2 separate regions of the Sus scrofa genome follow, and region 2 is linked to region 1. A link is a contact called in public HiChIP or PLAC-seq data. All regions are on one chromosome and are shown on one strand. The core of a region is the stretch at or near the end of the contact, and the rest is flanking DNA. Distances in the headings are between cores, read along the strand shown.

Evidence for each region. HiChIP or PLAC-seq counts read pairs in DNA pulled down with a chosen protein or histone mark.
Region 2: an H3K27ac HiChIP or PLAC-seq map of alveolar macrophages shows a contact between it and region 1. The contact joins the promoter of SMIM22 here to the promoter of GLYR1 in region 1. A contact is called at or near these places in 5 of 47 Hi-C or Micro-C datasets (embryonic fibroblasts, epiblast stem cells, fetal skeletal muscle and 1 more) and 2 of 2 datasets of contacts at active chromatin or transcription factors (alveolar macrophages and skeletal muscle).

The regions. Positions count from the first base shown.
Region 1 is chr3:37,550,747-37,557,781 of Sscrofa11.1, forward strand. It overlaps GLYR1 (putative oxidoreductase GLYR1), which reads left to right and starts at 4,611. Exons shown (of 16, transcript XM_013995678.2): 1 at 4,611-4,735; 2 at 5,775-5,811; 3 at 6,749-6,828. The coding sequence starts at 4,698. It overlaps UBN1 (ubinuclein-1), which reads right to left and starts at 4,509. Exons shown (of 17, transcript XM_021086662.1): 1 at 3,775-4,509; 2 at 570-857. The coding sequence starts at 818.
Region 2 is chr3:37,597,716-37,604,750 of Sscrofa11.1, forward strand. SMIM22 (small integral membrane protein 22) reads right to left here and starts at 3,601. Exons shown (of 4, transcript XM_013995680.2): 1 at 3,296-3,601; 2 at 2,962-3,123; 3 at 2,797-2,882; 4 at 1,859-2,692. The coding sequence starts at 3,097. The coding sequence ends at 2,651. It overlaps ROGDI (protein rogdi homolog), which reads left to right. Exons shown (of 11, transcript XM_021086663.1): 7 at 484-582; 8 at 923-1,036; 9 at 1,138-1,187; 10 at 1,306-1,432; 11 at 1,724-2,289. The coding sequence ends at 1,765. It also overlaps a transcript of SEPT12 not described here.

The sequences.
Region 1 (7,035 bases), core at 3,361-5,860:
GCATGAAATTCCAGCACTAGAAAAGCCAGGGACTGGTCATATTTTTTACTTTTTTTTTTAGGGCCACACCCACAGCATACGGATGTTCCCAGGCTAGGGGTGGAATCAGAGCTACAGCTACCGGCCTACACCACAGCTCATGGCAACACCGGATCCTTAACCCACTGAGCAAGGCCAGGGATCAAATCTGCAACCTCATGGTTCCTAGTTAGATTTGTTTCCATTCCACCACGACAGGAACTCCAAGGGACTGGTCATATTTACATGACGACAGGAACTCCAAGGGACTGGTCATATTTACATGTAACATTTATAGCCTTTCCATGAAAAAATCTGTTGTTTCTTCATATTATTAACCATAATTCAAATTAGCCTTGGATCTGCCATACATTTTCTCTAACGCAAATCAGGGAATGGTTCTAGAAAGAATTCTATTCCTTCCTACCAGAAGCAAAACCAGCAAACCTTGTGCTTGCTTTGTGAGGGGGTCAAAGCTTCTTTAGCGCTGCCTCCACCCTCTGCAACCCTGGGCATGAGATGTGCAGTGAGCCTGGGCCGTGGGGGTGTACCTTGTCTGCCGGCTGAAGTCCTTTCACCTTCCCTCGCAAGTTTTTCACCAGCTCTGGGTAGAAGAACTCTGGGCATCGCTTGTGATCTGGCTCAAAGAGGGTGAGTGTAATCCGAACAGCTGCTGCAGCCGGCTCAGAGTCCTGATGCTGTTCTACTCCCCCAACCTCCTCTTTCCGGGATTTCTTCAAAAACGCAGGATTCAGAGGACCCGGGAGAGAGGTGAACTGGACCCTGTGGGGCTCCGACATGGCTACCAACAAGTCTTAGTAGGTGTCACTGCATGGCTTCTGTAAACAAACCAAGATGATAAAAATGATGATCTCGCCTGTTCAGTTATAGAGATTTCAATTAAAAAAACAAAAAAACCTTTCACTGTTAAGAAACAGCACTGTTAAATTCATCTTAATTACCACTTACTGTTTTCTGCTTACCTACTATTTACCTTAAATATAAAAATTTTTGGAGTTCCCAACGTGGCACAGCAGAAACGAATCTGACTAGGAACCGTGAGGTTGTGCGTTCGAACCCTGGCCTCACTCAGTGGGTTAAGGATCCGGCGTTGCCATGAGCTGTGGTGTAGGTCGAAGACATGGCTCGGATCTGGTGTTGCTGTGGCTCTGGTGTAGGCTGGCAGCTATAACTCCAATCAGACCTGGGAACCTCCATATGCTGCAGGTGCGGCCTTAGAAAAACAAATATGTATATATGTATATACACATAAGTTTTCATGTACATATAAAAGACATGCCATTTCACATCATTCAGAGATAATCACTGTTTAGTATGCTTCCTTGCAGTCTTTCTTCTACGTATCTTCACTAAGTTCTTGAAATTAGAGAAACCATGCTGACAGAGCCTTAGTAGGCTCTGTAGTCTTAGTAGCAGCTGTAGCTCTGATTCAACCCCTAGCCTGGGAACCTCCATATGCCACAAGTGCGGCCTTAAAAACACAAAAACAAAACAAAACAAAATTAAATGAATAAATAAATAAAAATGTAACCTCATCTAGGCCCAAATTTTAGATAGTGTAACTTCAATCCCCTAGATGATAAAAATGCTTCTACTGCTTGGGTAAGTGATTTTGCAGGCCTAAGAAATTACATAAATAAGATTAGAAAATAAAATAAATCAAACAATAGCATATCAACACTTACATTTTAGATTAAGTTCTAAGTCATTGTAGTAATTCATGTGAAACATTTAAGAGAATGAGACACATTCATGATTATTAGTTACAACTTTAACTTGAAATGCTTAAGGAAATGTAACTAAATTGAAAGTATGCTTTCAAAACACCTGACTTACATTTACATGAGTATTAGACGCCTAAGAGTTAAGACCTTGAAAAGATTTTACTTTTAGGTTTGTAAGCTCACGCTTTAGAAGTGTGATGTATCTGAGAGAAAGAACAACCATATAAAACTTTGAATTCAGGTTAGAACATCTGAGGGAGTTTATTTATTTATTTTTTTTGTCTTTTGAGGGCCACACCCGCGGCATATGGAGCTTCCCAGGCTAGGGGTCCAATTGGGAGCTGTTGCCTCCGGCCCACGCCAGAGACACAGCAACTCCAGATCTGAGCCGAGTCTTCGACCTACACCACAGTTCACGGCCACGCCAGATCCTTAACCCACTGAGTGAGGCCAGGGATCTAACCCGAAAACCTCATGATTGCTGGCTGGATTTGTTTCCGCTGTGCCATGACGGGAACTCCAGAATTTAATTTTTAAAAAGAGTTCACTGGGGGTATTCAATTTGTTAAACTGGTGCCTTAATTGAAAATTTGTCAAAAATCAAATATATTTTTACATAAGCATTTTTAGATCTGTAAAAATAAAATTGTCAACAAAGATTAAAAGGCTTTTAAAAGCTAAGCACTTAAGATACTCAATTTTTTTTTCTTTTAAAATGGCTGCACTCATGGCATATGGAAGCTCCCAGGCTAGGGAATGAATCTGAGCCACAGCTGTGATCTATGCCACATATGCAGCAACTAGGGATTCTTCAACCCACTGCATCTGGCCTCTGAAGCAACCAGAGCGGCTGCAGTCGGAGTCTTAATCCACTGCACCAGAGTAGGAACTCCTGGATACTCAATTGCAATGAGCTGAGCATTTTAATGAGTTGAACATTATTCTAAATAAAAGCACAGTATTCTACAAACAAAACCACCCCTCTTAAAAAACCTCAACAGATGCTAACCCCAAAATAACAACTTCGTTCTGTACCTCAGGTTATACTCAGGAGTATTTTTTTGTTGTTACATACCCTCTTAATATTTTCAAACTGATTATTGGTAAAAATGTAGAAAAACTAACTGAATTTTGCATGCTGACTTTGTAATTAGTCTCTTCAATGAACTCTTACTTAATGGATTTCCCTTGCACTTTTCAAAATAGGCTGTCGAGTAACATTCACAGAAGAAAAATTTTGTCTCCTACTTTCCGAAAAAATACGTTTTATTTTTGTTTCATGTCTTGTTGCATTGGCTAGAACTGCCAGAATGTTAGACAATATATTCTTTGCCATGTTCCTGACTGTAATGGGAATGTCTCTAGGTCCAATGTGATGTTGATTTAAGATCTGTGTATTTTATGAAGTCATTAACGTACCCTTCGATTCCTCAAAAATTAAGTTAGGAAGGTGTGTTGAATTTTAGTGTTCCCTCTTGGAAACTTAAATACGCTTTAAATCATAGATTTGTATTTAAAACAACACAAAATAGTTACCAGTAAATGACACTTCCTGAAACTAGCTGATGGTACTTCAGCGAAACTGAATTCCAAAGAGAAACCAGGCTTCGGACAAGTCAGTTCGCTAAAAACTTCCCGTTTACACCCAGTCTCTGTATAACACGACACCTATGAGAGATGCCCGTGGACCTGCCACTCTTTCATGCAGGCGGTGACTCAAGAAAAGTCCCGGGTAAGTTAACACTTGACTTAGACTCCCTGGGTTCTCAAACTGAGATTGGAACCTTTTTAAAATGTTTTACATTCTATCTGCGATGGTGATATTTAGGCAGACGCTGTGCTAAACTGCTTGTTATTCAAGATTCCCCATTCAATGGTTTAGTTTGAACATACTGAAACTACGCTTAGCGTCTGCCTTCCTGTTGTCAAAACAGCCTGTTTCCAACTTCCCTAAAAGTGTCAAACCACAACAAAGCTTACGTGAGAGCCCAGTTCCCACAAAGACACGTACCTTTGTCCCCGGCGCGACGCAGGCTACGGCCCCGCGGGCCGCACTCGTTCCCCCGTGGCCGTCCTCATGCCGGCCCGGGAGCCCGGGCTGCCGCGCTGCTAGCGGCCGGCCACCGAGCCATGCCTCCCGGCGGTCGGCCGGCCCGCGCCACGGCCCATGGCCCGGTCCCCGCGCGCCCGGGGGGCCTCGCCGGCCGTGCCGACGCGCCGGCCCAGGAGGAAGCAGAGAGACGCCGGCTCCACGTCGGCCGGGCAACTTGGGACTTCGGGACGGGCAGCACTGCGCCCCAGGAGAACGTGCGACGCGGACGCAGGATCGGAGCCTCTCCCTGGACGCCGGCCGTTAGAAAGAGCGCTCCAAAGGACCTGTCCACCCTCCGAAGGACCTGTCCGCCCTCCGGGCGCGGCCGCGAAGAGCCCGTCGGGCGCGAGGCCCCGGGCGCGGGCGGAGGCTGGCTTCCAGGCCGCGCCGAAGTCCGTCAGGGCAGCTGCCGGCTCGGAGACGCGGGCGGCCCCGGGCCCGCGCAGGACTAACGGCCGTAACGGAAGCGCCGAGGGGGAGGGGCTGAAGGCCAGGGCCCTGGGGCGGAGCGGGCCGCAGGACCTGCTCCCTAGCTCGGGGACTCGCTCGCTCCGCCGGCCGCACCGTCGCCGCCGCCTCAGACCGCTGCGCTACGTTGTCACGAGCCGGAGGGAGGGGGAAGAAGCCGGGAGTCTCCGGGCTCCGGCGCGCGGAGACCGCGGCGCCCGGGTCACGTGCCGCTAGGCCGGCCTATGAGCCTGGGCGGGCGCGGTGACGTCAGAGCAGCGGCGTGTCCGGTTACGGTCAGCCCCCGTCACGTGACCGGGCTCACTCCAATGGGCGGCACCGGGACGACCTGATGTTCCCGGCTGCCCGTGCGCCGGCGGTGGTTGGGTGGTAAGATGGCGACTGTGAGTCTGCGGCTCGGCGATTTGGTGTGGTGAGTCCAGGCGGCCCGGGCCGAGTGATGTGCGCTGGGGAGTTGCCTCCCTGTGCGTGGGGTTCGCAGCCCGCCCCGGGGCTGCCTTTCTCTTCGCTTCAGGTGGCGGAGAGTGGGCGAGGCGGGGTGCGGGCGCTGGGAGCGACGCCGGGCGGAAGGGGCAGCCTGGCCCGGGGGGACTGAGGCCGAGGGTGGCCGCGGCGGACCCGGCTTTGAGCTGTGGAGAGGGCTGCGCACAGGACCCGGACTCCAGCGGCCACCGTTTGGGGAGTGCCCAGCGCCGCGCGGCTCCCGCGGACGCCCGGTCCTCGCCTCGGGGTCTGGTTGGGGCTCCCGGGAAAGCGGGAGAGCCGGGGAGCCTGCGGAGCCATCGCGTCCCAGCCTGCCCGTCGAAACCCGCCTTGCGATGGCACCGACCGGTGCGGGCGGCTCAGCCGGGAGTGTCGAAACCGGGCTGCTGGCACTGTCCTGTGAAGAAACGGAGTGGGGACTTCTCCTTTACAACTGGAGGTTTGGCAGGGACCAGTTTCTCCTTGGGTGCTTCCCCTGGTCTGCTTCTGTGTCCCAGACAACCGCCCGAACCAAGACTTACTGTCGCCGCCTCCCTCCAGCTGAGCTGCGTAGCTCATTTCTCAGTCTAGAGGAAGGATTTCCATTAGCATTTGTCAAAGCCGGGTTGGGGGATGAAACCAGACTTTGTAAGGGGAAGTCTGTGTTTACACAGCAGACCGTCCCGCCACCCTCGTCACGTCCCGGGGAGGTTCTGGACAAACGACTCTTGGTAGTTTTGTTTTTCTGTATCCCTTGTCACCGGAAGAATGCACACAAGTTTACAGTTTTGCATTGCATTTCTGAGGGGTTTGGGCCTCTTGGGCCCAGCTGTGGATGCCACAATAAGAACTTCTGGTTCCCAGCTTTTTCTATTCTGGCACTTGAGCGTCGAAGGGGAGATTTAGGAAAATAAATTGCATGTTGAGTGGGTTGAAGGAGACGGACTGGCCTTTCCAGGGCAAATGCTGACTCTTTGTGTTTTCTCTAGGGGGAAACTCGGCCGGTATCCTCCTTGGCCGGGAAAGGTGAGTGACTGGCGGACATCTGAAGTTGAGTTTGAGGAGGTGGAGAGTATAAGATGCAGTCCCTTGAATTCCTAACATTGAGTTTAACTGGGCCTATTTAAATAACATTGGAGAATTTTTTTTTCCTCCACTGTCAGTTTTTTTAGAAAAGGCAGTGTAATTTAAACCACGTCATTAAATCTACAGTATGTTATTGTTTCTTGAATCAGAGGTGGTTTGTGGAAAAGTCTTTTCATCCTGAAAATCCTTTCTAACTTGAATTTAGCTTTGCACATAAATCTAATAAATGGAGAAGAAAACAAATTTTCCAGTAAGAAAAATCTAAATGTAGGCTAGTGAAAAGTCAAAGTATTTTTGTCCCACTGAGTTTAAATCTTCTTTGCATTTTACCATATGTGCTGCTCCAGTGCATTGCAGAAGCTGGCATTCCACGTTTTGCACGAAGTGATCCTTCATAGCTTTCCAACCGATCTGTTTTTATATTCTTGTTTGGAGCCTAGGAAATGTCTTCAGACTCTTTGCAGTATGGCATTTTCAGTGTCTCGGTGTTGTCACTGTTACTTCATTGTCACTGTTGACCTGTCTGAACTCTTCCTGCACAGAGGTATTTTTAAGAGTGTTTTCTGCGTTTCTTCCATAATGACAGGGTCACATTACAGGAGGTAATGATGTTGGTCTGCTTTTAAAACAGGGCCGTTTTAGTAAAAGGGATATTGTATCTACTGAACACTGTGTTACATGACAGACACAGGGAACTTCTAGAATATTTGCACATTTCCACGTCTCAGTAGAAGAGTGCCAGATTTGGACATAAAATAGGCCCTGTGTTTGGTTTTGTTTTTTTAAGATGTATTTCTTTTGTGTTTTGTTTTTTCTTTCCCTTACCAACTTATAACTGTGGGGAAAAAAATTTGTTTTTCCCCCTTTTATTCCCTAGATTGTTAACCCACCCAAGGACTTAAAGAAACCACGTGGAAAGAAATGCTTCTTTGTAAAGTTTTTTGGAACAGAAGATCAGTGAGTAGTGCTCACCAAGAATTTCGCTTTCCCTTTGCTGTTTGGGCTTTGCCCCAGGTTGAAGCTGGTTGATTCTCGGGATCCTTGTTTAGTCTCATTGTAGTCCACAGAATGGCCATCATTCTGGCTTCATACCTAAATAAAAGGTGCTGTTCTTATCCCCGAGAAATTCTCTTGAGCAGCTATCCTGAGGCCGGTAACAATGGC
Region 2 (7,035 bases), core at 2,351-4,850, 46 kb after region 1:
GAGCCTCAGTTTCCTCACCTGGGGAAACAGGGCTAGTGCCCACCTTATGGCCTCAATTTAGCCATCCAATGCTTCCTCCAGGAAGCCTTCCCTGGCTCCCAAGCCGAATTAGGATCCCTTCTTCTAAGCTCCTCCAATTTCTACATCAATCTGCAAAGCCCTAGGCCCCTGGGGCTGACTTCCAGGATCTTCCATTTTCCCACTGGACCAACACCCGGGATCCCATGCAGTAGAATCTTCTGGATGGGTGGTCAACAGTGCAGGCGTCCTGCCCCCATCCCCAGCCAGAGCCAAATTACCTGCATCTTTAGCAAGGCCCCTGCTGCAGGGGTTCAGGTCCTGACACCATGACGCTCCCCCAGGGCAGGAGCTGGGAGCTACCATAACTTTGTTGCTCCTGCCTTGGGGGAAGGGAGGCAGGCGGGGGTTGGGATCAGGACCAGGCCCCGCTGCCCGCAGCTATGACCAGCCCCCTTCCCCCAGCTGATGGACGCAGTGATGCTGCAGCTGACCAGAGCCCGAAACCGGCTCACCACCCCGGCCACCCTCACTCTGCCTGAGATCGCTGCCAGCGGCCTCACGGTCAGTGCCTAAGGCCCGTGCCTGCTCCCAGAGAGTTGGTCCCCACAGAGGGCCCTGCTTGCCCGTGGGAGGGACACGGGTGCCAAGGGAAGCCCCAAGTTGCCGGCACAGTTCTGTGTCTGCACAGTTTTCTGGGGTGGGGTCCGGTCCTTGGCTTCCATTCTGCATCCCCCTGATATGCCTCCCCGTCTGGGTCAGTGCTTCCCCAGCCCAGTGGTGCAGGAAGCCACCGGGGGCACCTGGGAAGAGTCTGGAAGCCCCTGGGCTGGGGCTGGGCTTCCCCTAGGGGGTTGGGGGGTGGCCTGCCTGGCCCTCATCCCACCTGCCTGCCCTCCCGCAGCGGATGTTCGCCCCCGCCCTGCCCTCAGACCTGCTGGTCAATTTCTACATCAACCTCAACAAGCTCTGCCTCACCGTGTACCAGCTGCACGCCCTGCAGCCCAACTCCACCAAGGTGAGCACCCCCCCGCCACCCACTGCCCTGCCTGCCCTCAGCCCCACAGCCCTGCAGCCCCCTCAGCCCCGGGCCTGACCTGTGTGATGCTCTTTGCCTAGAACTTCCGCCCGGCTGGAGGCGCTGTGCTCCACAGCCCCGGGGCCATGTTGTAAGTATGCCCCTGGGGGAGGTCCCTGGGCACCCTCGCCACCCCAACCCTCTGCACCTGAGGGGATGGGGTCCAGGCTGGCTGGACCACCCTCGAGGACCCTCCCCCCTCCCCCCAGTGAGTGGGGCGCACAGCGTCTGGAGGTGAGCCACGTGCACAAGGTGGAGTGTGTGATCCCCTGGCTCAATGACGCCCTGGTCTTCTTCACCGTCTCCCTGCAGCTCTGCCAGCAGCTCAAGGACAAGGTGGGGACAGGGATGGGGTTGGGGGGGATGTGCAAGTGGCTCCTGGGCTGGGCCTCCCTCAGGTTAGGCCAGCCAAACGACAGGCCTCCTGTCACACCACCACAGTACCCCCTAATCTTAAGATCTGTTATACCCTCCACACACGCCAGACAAATGGGCCGTGGTGTGGCTGGGCCCTTGACACATGGCCCCGAGTTGACCTTCAGATCCCGCCAGGGTCACAGAGGGTGCGGTGGTGTCCAGACCCCCAGCCCCACCACCCAGCATGCGCCCCGCTTTCTCCCTCCACAGATCTCCGTGTTCTCCAGCTACTGGAGCTACAGGCCCTTCTGAGCGGAGCGCCCAAGACCCGGGCCCCTGGGCATGGCCCCCCGCCCAGGGGCCCCTGTCCCCCCACCGCCTCAGAGTGCCAGCCAGAGCCAGAGCTGTGCACCATGGGCTATTTATTTCCCTCTTCACCCTGTCCTGCCTGTCACGTCTGCATGGATGGACCTGAACTCTGGGACGAAGGGATAGTGGCTTGCGGTTTGTTTTGGAATGGGGGGGGAGGGGTCAGGAAGGTGGGGCTGTGAGGTGGCCGAAGTCCCAGCCCTGCCCTCCGCAGAAGGCTGGAACCTTTGGACTCAGGGTAGGGCTGGCCCTCCTCCCTCCCTCCCCTCCCTGGGGCAGCTGAGGACGTTGAGGGGAGCCACACACGCCCCGCCCCTGGAGGGCGTGGCATGGGTGGTGGCCCTAGGCTCTGTGTCAGGAGAGGGGGACAGAAGGCGCCCACCATGAGCTGTGATGCCCTTATCTGTGTTCACTCCATGACCCTGCTGGGGCCTCTGAGGAATAAAGATCATCTGACTTTGCCTGGAGCCCTCGTGTCTGTCTGAGTGGGGACCTGGCCAGGGCTTCGTGATGGCCAGGAGCTGGCAGAGTACCCAGGGACTGCGGACTGAGCCCCTGGCCTCCCAGGTGCCAAGGGGCCAAGTGGGATGGTCACAGACAGTCACTGAGTGGCTACAGCAGGTCACCTAAGGTCTCCTGGGGACAGTCATTCCAGCTGAAGGCTGAGACCTGGGGGCATCTAGAAGAAGGGGGAGGGGGGGGCTGCCCTGTCCGTCCATCCCCCCACACACACAAGAGGCTCAGAACTCGCTCCAGACTCCGGCTTTGGCTGAACGAGGCATGGTTCTTGCTGTCCGGCAGACAAAGACGAGGGGCAGGGCTCTCCGGCTAAGGTTCCAGGGCCAAGTTATCAACCCCCCAGGAGCGTTCCTGAAAGAGACGCAAGGGACAGTGGCTTCCCTCCTCCGCCCCCTGGCCCCTCTGCCCTAGAGCCGTGTCCTGGTGCCAGCCGGGCCCTGGTGCTGGGGGCTCACCTTCTGAGGCCTGGAGGAGTGGCGGTCACAGCAGCTGCAGCAGCAGCAGTGGATGAAGACGAGCAGCAGCAGGAGCAGCACGACGCCTGTAGGTGGGACAAGACTGCGTCCAGTTCGGACCCTGGGCCGGGAGGCTGACCCAGCCCGACACCCATCCACACGCACCGAGGAAGATGAGGAAGATGACGAAGGCCCCGGTGTCCCACTGGGACTGGAACAGCTGGTGGCTCCTCAGCTTCCCCAGCACTTGCTGGCCTGTGGCGCTCAGCTCCTGCTCCAGGCCCGCCCTTGACAAAGCCATCTCAGCCGGACGGTCCTGGGTGCCACCTGCCCAGCCCCCCAGTGGGCCGCCTCAGAACCCTGGGCTCCTCTGGGACTGCCGAGTCCAGGCCTCCGACAGTCCAGCCCAGGCCCTGCCTCTCTTCTCGTCTCAACGACCCTGACCCTGGCCCGGGCAGCCCGTTCCCCCCACCAGCCCCAGCCCTGAGCCCCCACCTGCCTTGGAGCTTCCCGGCCAGGCAAGTCCCTGGTCCTGGGAGCAAAGACGACTTCCTGCTTCCGGATCCGCACCTCCTGAGGCCTTGGCAACCAGCCCCACCCCACCACTCCCCCGGGGGCTGCTGGAGCCAGGCGAGGGCGGGGCTGGGCCAGCCCCGCAGGTGTGTTTCCTGCCTCCCAACCTTGACAGGTGCTGGGGGACCCAGGGAGAAGCCTCTTCACTCGGGAGAGCTCTCGCTTTTTCTCAGCAGACCAGACACGTAGCCTGGAACACAGTGGGCACTGAGCCGCCCTTGACTTGGCGAATGAAGAAAAGACAGGATGGTGGGAGGTTGGTGGGAGAGAGGGAGGCAGGTGAAAAAGAAGAGAGGAGGGGAGGGGGAAGCTGTGTCCTGTCCGCCGCCCTTGCCTGGGTCCCCTTCCCTGTTCCTGTCCTCGCAGTGACCCTTGTGAGGCGATGGTTGTGGTCCCTCAAATGAGCTCTCCCCCCAGAACGCTGAGCTGATGACAACACCATCTGGAGGCCACTGTCACGCCCCCCTTCTCTCAGAGCAGAGGCCAAGACTTCTCGGCGCTTGGGACTGGCTGTAAACAGGTGGACTCAGCTTCCTGTGCTTGTGGGGCTCATGGTCTAGCTGGGAAAATGTGGGCTAATGTGAAGCTCCATTGCCTACACGGTACAGGCACCCCCTTTCTTTACTGCACTTTGAGATGTTGTGGTGTTGTCCTTTTTTTAATTTATGTATGTATTTATTTATTTATTTTGCTCTTTTAGGGCTGCACCTGAGGCATGTGGAGGTTCCCAGGCTAGGGGTCTAATCAGAGCTCCAGCTTCCCACCTACACCATAGCCACAGCAACGCCGGATCCTTAACCCACTGAGCCAGGCCAGGGATGGAACCCGCAACCTCATGGTTCCTAGTCGGATTTGTTTCCACTGCATCACGACGGGAACGCCGAGATGTTGCATTTTTTGGCAAATTGAAAGTTTGAGACAACCCTATGTTGAGCCACGTCTATCAGCACCATTTTCCAACAGCATTTGGAAGCTTTTTCCTTGTTCTTATATTTGTTTGGCAGTCTGTGATCTTTGCTGTTGTTATTGTAATCATTTTAGCATTTTTCAGAAAAGTGTTTTTAAGTTAATACGTTGTGGTTGGTTGTTTTTTTTTTTTTTTTTTTTTTTTGACGATGCCCTTGTACACTTAATAGACGATAGTCGGTGTAAACAGAATTTTTATATGCACTGGAAAACTAAAGAAATCTGTGGGACTCACTTTATTGCAATGTGCGGCTTATTGTGGTGGTCTGTCTGGAACAGAACCCACAGTATCGCTGAAGGATACCCATACATTCGTTACCTAATTTAGTCCTCACCACGATGCAAAAGTGGTATTATTGCTATTGCCATTTTACAGATGTGAAAATTGAGGCCTAGCTCAAGTCACACATCTGTTTTTTGTTTGTTTTTTGGCTTTTTAGGGCTGCACCTGTGGCATATGGAGGTTCCCAGGCTAGGGGCGGAATCAGAGCTGTAGCCACTGGCCTACACCACAGCCACAACTCAGGATTGGAGCCATGTCTGCGACCTACACCACAGCTCATGGCAACGCCAGATCCTTAACCCGCTGAGCGAGGCCAGGCCTTGAAACTGCATCCTCATGGATTCGTTTCTGCTGAGCCATGATGGGCGAAATAAATAGTGTCTTGAAGGAATGCAAGTTTATTAGCTTCAGAGTTCTGGAGGTCAGAGTCTTAAAGGGTGGGCAGGGCCACATTCCTCGCCAAGGTCCCAGGGGAGAATCCCTTCCTGGGCGTTTCCAGCTCCAGAGGCCACCCACCCACCTCCCTTGTTTCCCGCCCCACCTGCCTCCCCTTCACCCTCACACCTTCTCTGCATCTGTCCTCAAGCCCCCCTGTCAGAAGGACCCCGGTGATTACACTGGCCCGCAGGATAATCTCCCCATCAGAATCCTTAATCACATCTGCAGAGTCCCTTTTGCCCCATAAGGTAACATCCTCACAGGTCCCAGGGACTCAGATGGGAACATCTTTGGGCACCATCATTCTGCCAACCACCCGTGTGCGCAGAGAAATCAGAACTGAATCCCAGAGCCCTGAACCACCATGGTACAGCACCGCCTACGCTGGATCCCCATCCTACGCCCTCCATCCCCGCCAGCCCATTCTGAGACCTCTGACTCCCACTGCCAAGGGGGGGGGCAGCCACGGTGGGGGAGTCTGGCAGGTCCTTAAAAAGTTATGCATAATGTTATCGTAGGACCCATCAATTCCGCTCTTAGATATATGTACCCAAGAGATTTAAAACATGTCCACATAGGGAGTTCATAGTGCAGCAGAAACAAAGCCGACTAGGAACCATGAGGTTGCAGGTTTGATCCCTGGCCTCGCTTAGTGGGTCGAGGATCCAGCGTTGGTGGCGGTGTAGGTTACAGACACGGCTTGATCCCTTGTTACTATGGCTGTCGTGTAGGCCAGCAGCTATAACTCTGGATCCCTAGCCTGGGAACCTCCATGTGTCTCAGGTGCAGCCCTAAAAAACAAAGAAAAATGTCCACACAGAAACCTATATACAAATGTTCCCAGCAGCATTTTTCATAATAGCCAAAAAATGGAAACATCCCAAAATATCCATCAACTGACGAATGAAGAAATACCACATCATCTCCCCATGTGACTGAATATTACTCAGCCATGAAAAAGGGATGAAGCTCTGACACAGGCTATAATGTGGATGAACCTTGAACACATGCTCAGTGGAAGAAGCCAGACACAAAAGGTGATGTGGTATGTGATTCCATTTATTTGAAATGTTCAGAAGAAGTAAGTCCATAGAGACAGGAAGTAGTCAGTGTTTGCCAAGGCTGGGGGCAGGGGGAATGAGGAGGGGGTGCCTGGGGGTGGTGGAATTTCCATTTGGGGCAGCGAACATGTCAGGAAACTAAAAGAGGTGGTGGTTTTGCAACACTGCGAATATACTAAACGCCACTGATCTGCTCCCTTTAAATTCACTTTATGTTGTGTGAATTTATTACAATTAAAAAAAAAAAAAAAAGCCGGGAGGGAGGTTGCCAGCAGTGGCCTCTACCCGCCACTTGGCCTGGCCAGGTGGGCAGGAGACCCTCAGCCCCTCCTCTCCCTGCCGACCCTCAGTCTTCTGTCCACTGTTTCTTATCATCTTCAGTGACAAAAACCACACATGGAGCCCCCAGACCCAAGCAGAGCAGTGATGGGGGGAGGTCATGGCAGGACACGTGTCAGGCAGGTCAGACCCCAGCCTGCGGTCCTGCTCCCAGCCCTTGACACCCACCAGTGTGTGACCAGGGCCCGGCCCCTGACCCCTCTGCTCAGTTCCCCCATCTGTGAAGAGGGTGTGTGGAGTCCCCGGCCTCGGGCGGCTCTGAGGGTTGAATGACACAGGCTCCCGTGGCACTGTGAGTGCACTGGAGGGTGGGGCTTACTCTCACCCAACCTATGGGTGCAAGGGAGTCTCTCTGGTCCTTTTTCTTTGGGGGGGGGCAACACCCGAGGCATATAGAGGTTCCCAGGCTAGAAGTCAAATCAGAGCTACAGCTGCCAGCCTACACCACAGCCACAGCAACATGGGATCTGAGCCGCATCTGCAACCTACACCACAGCTCACGGCAACCGCAGATCCTTAACCCACTGAGCGAGGCCAGGGATCAAACTTGGGTCCTCATGGATGCTAGTCAGGTTTGTT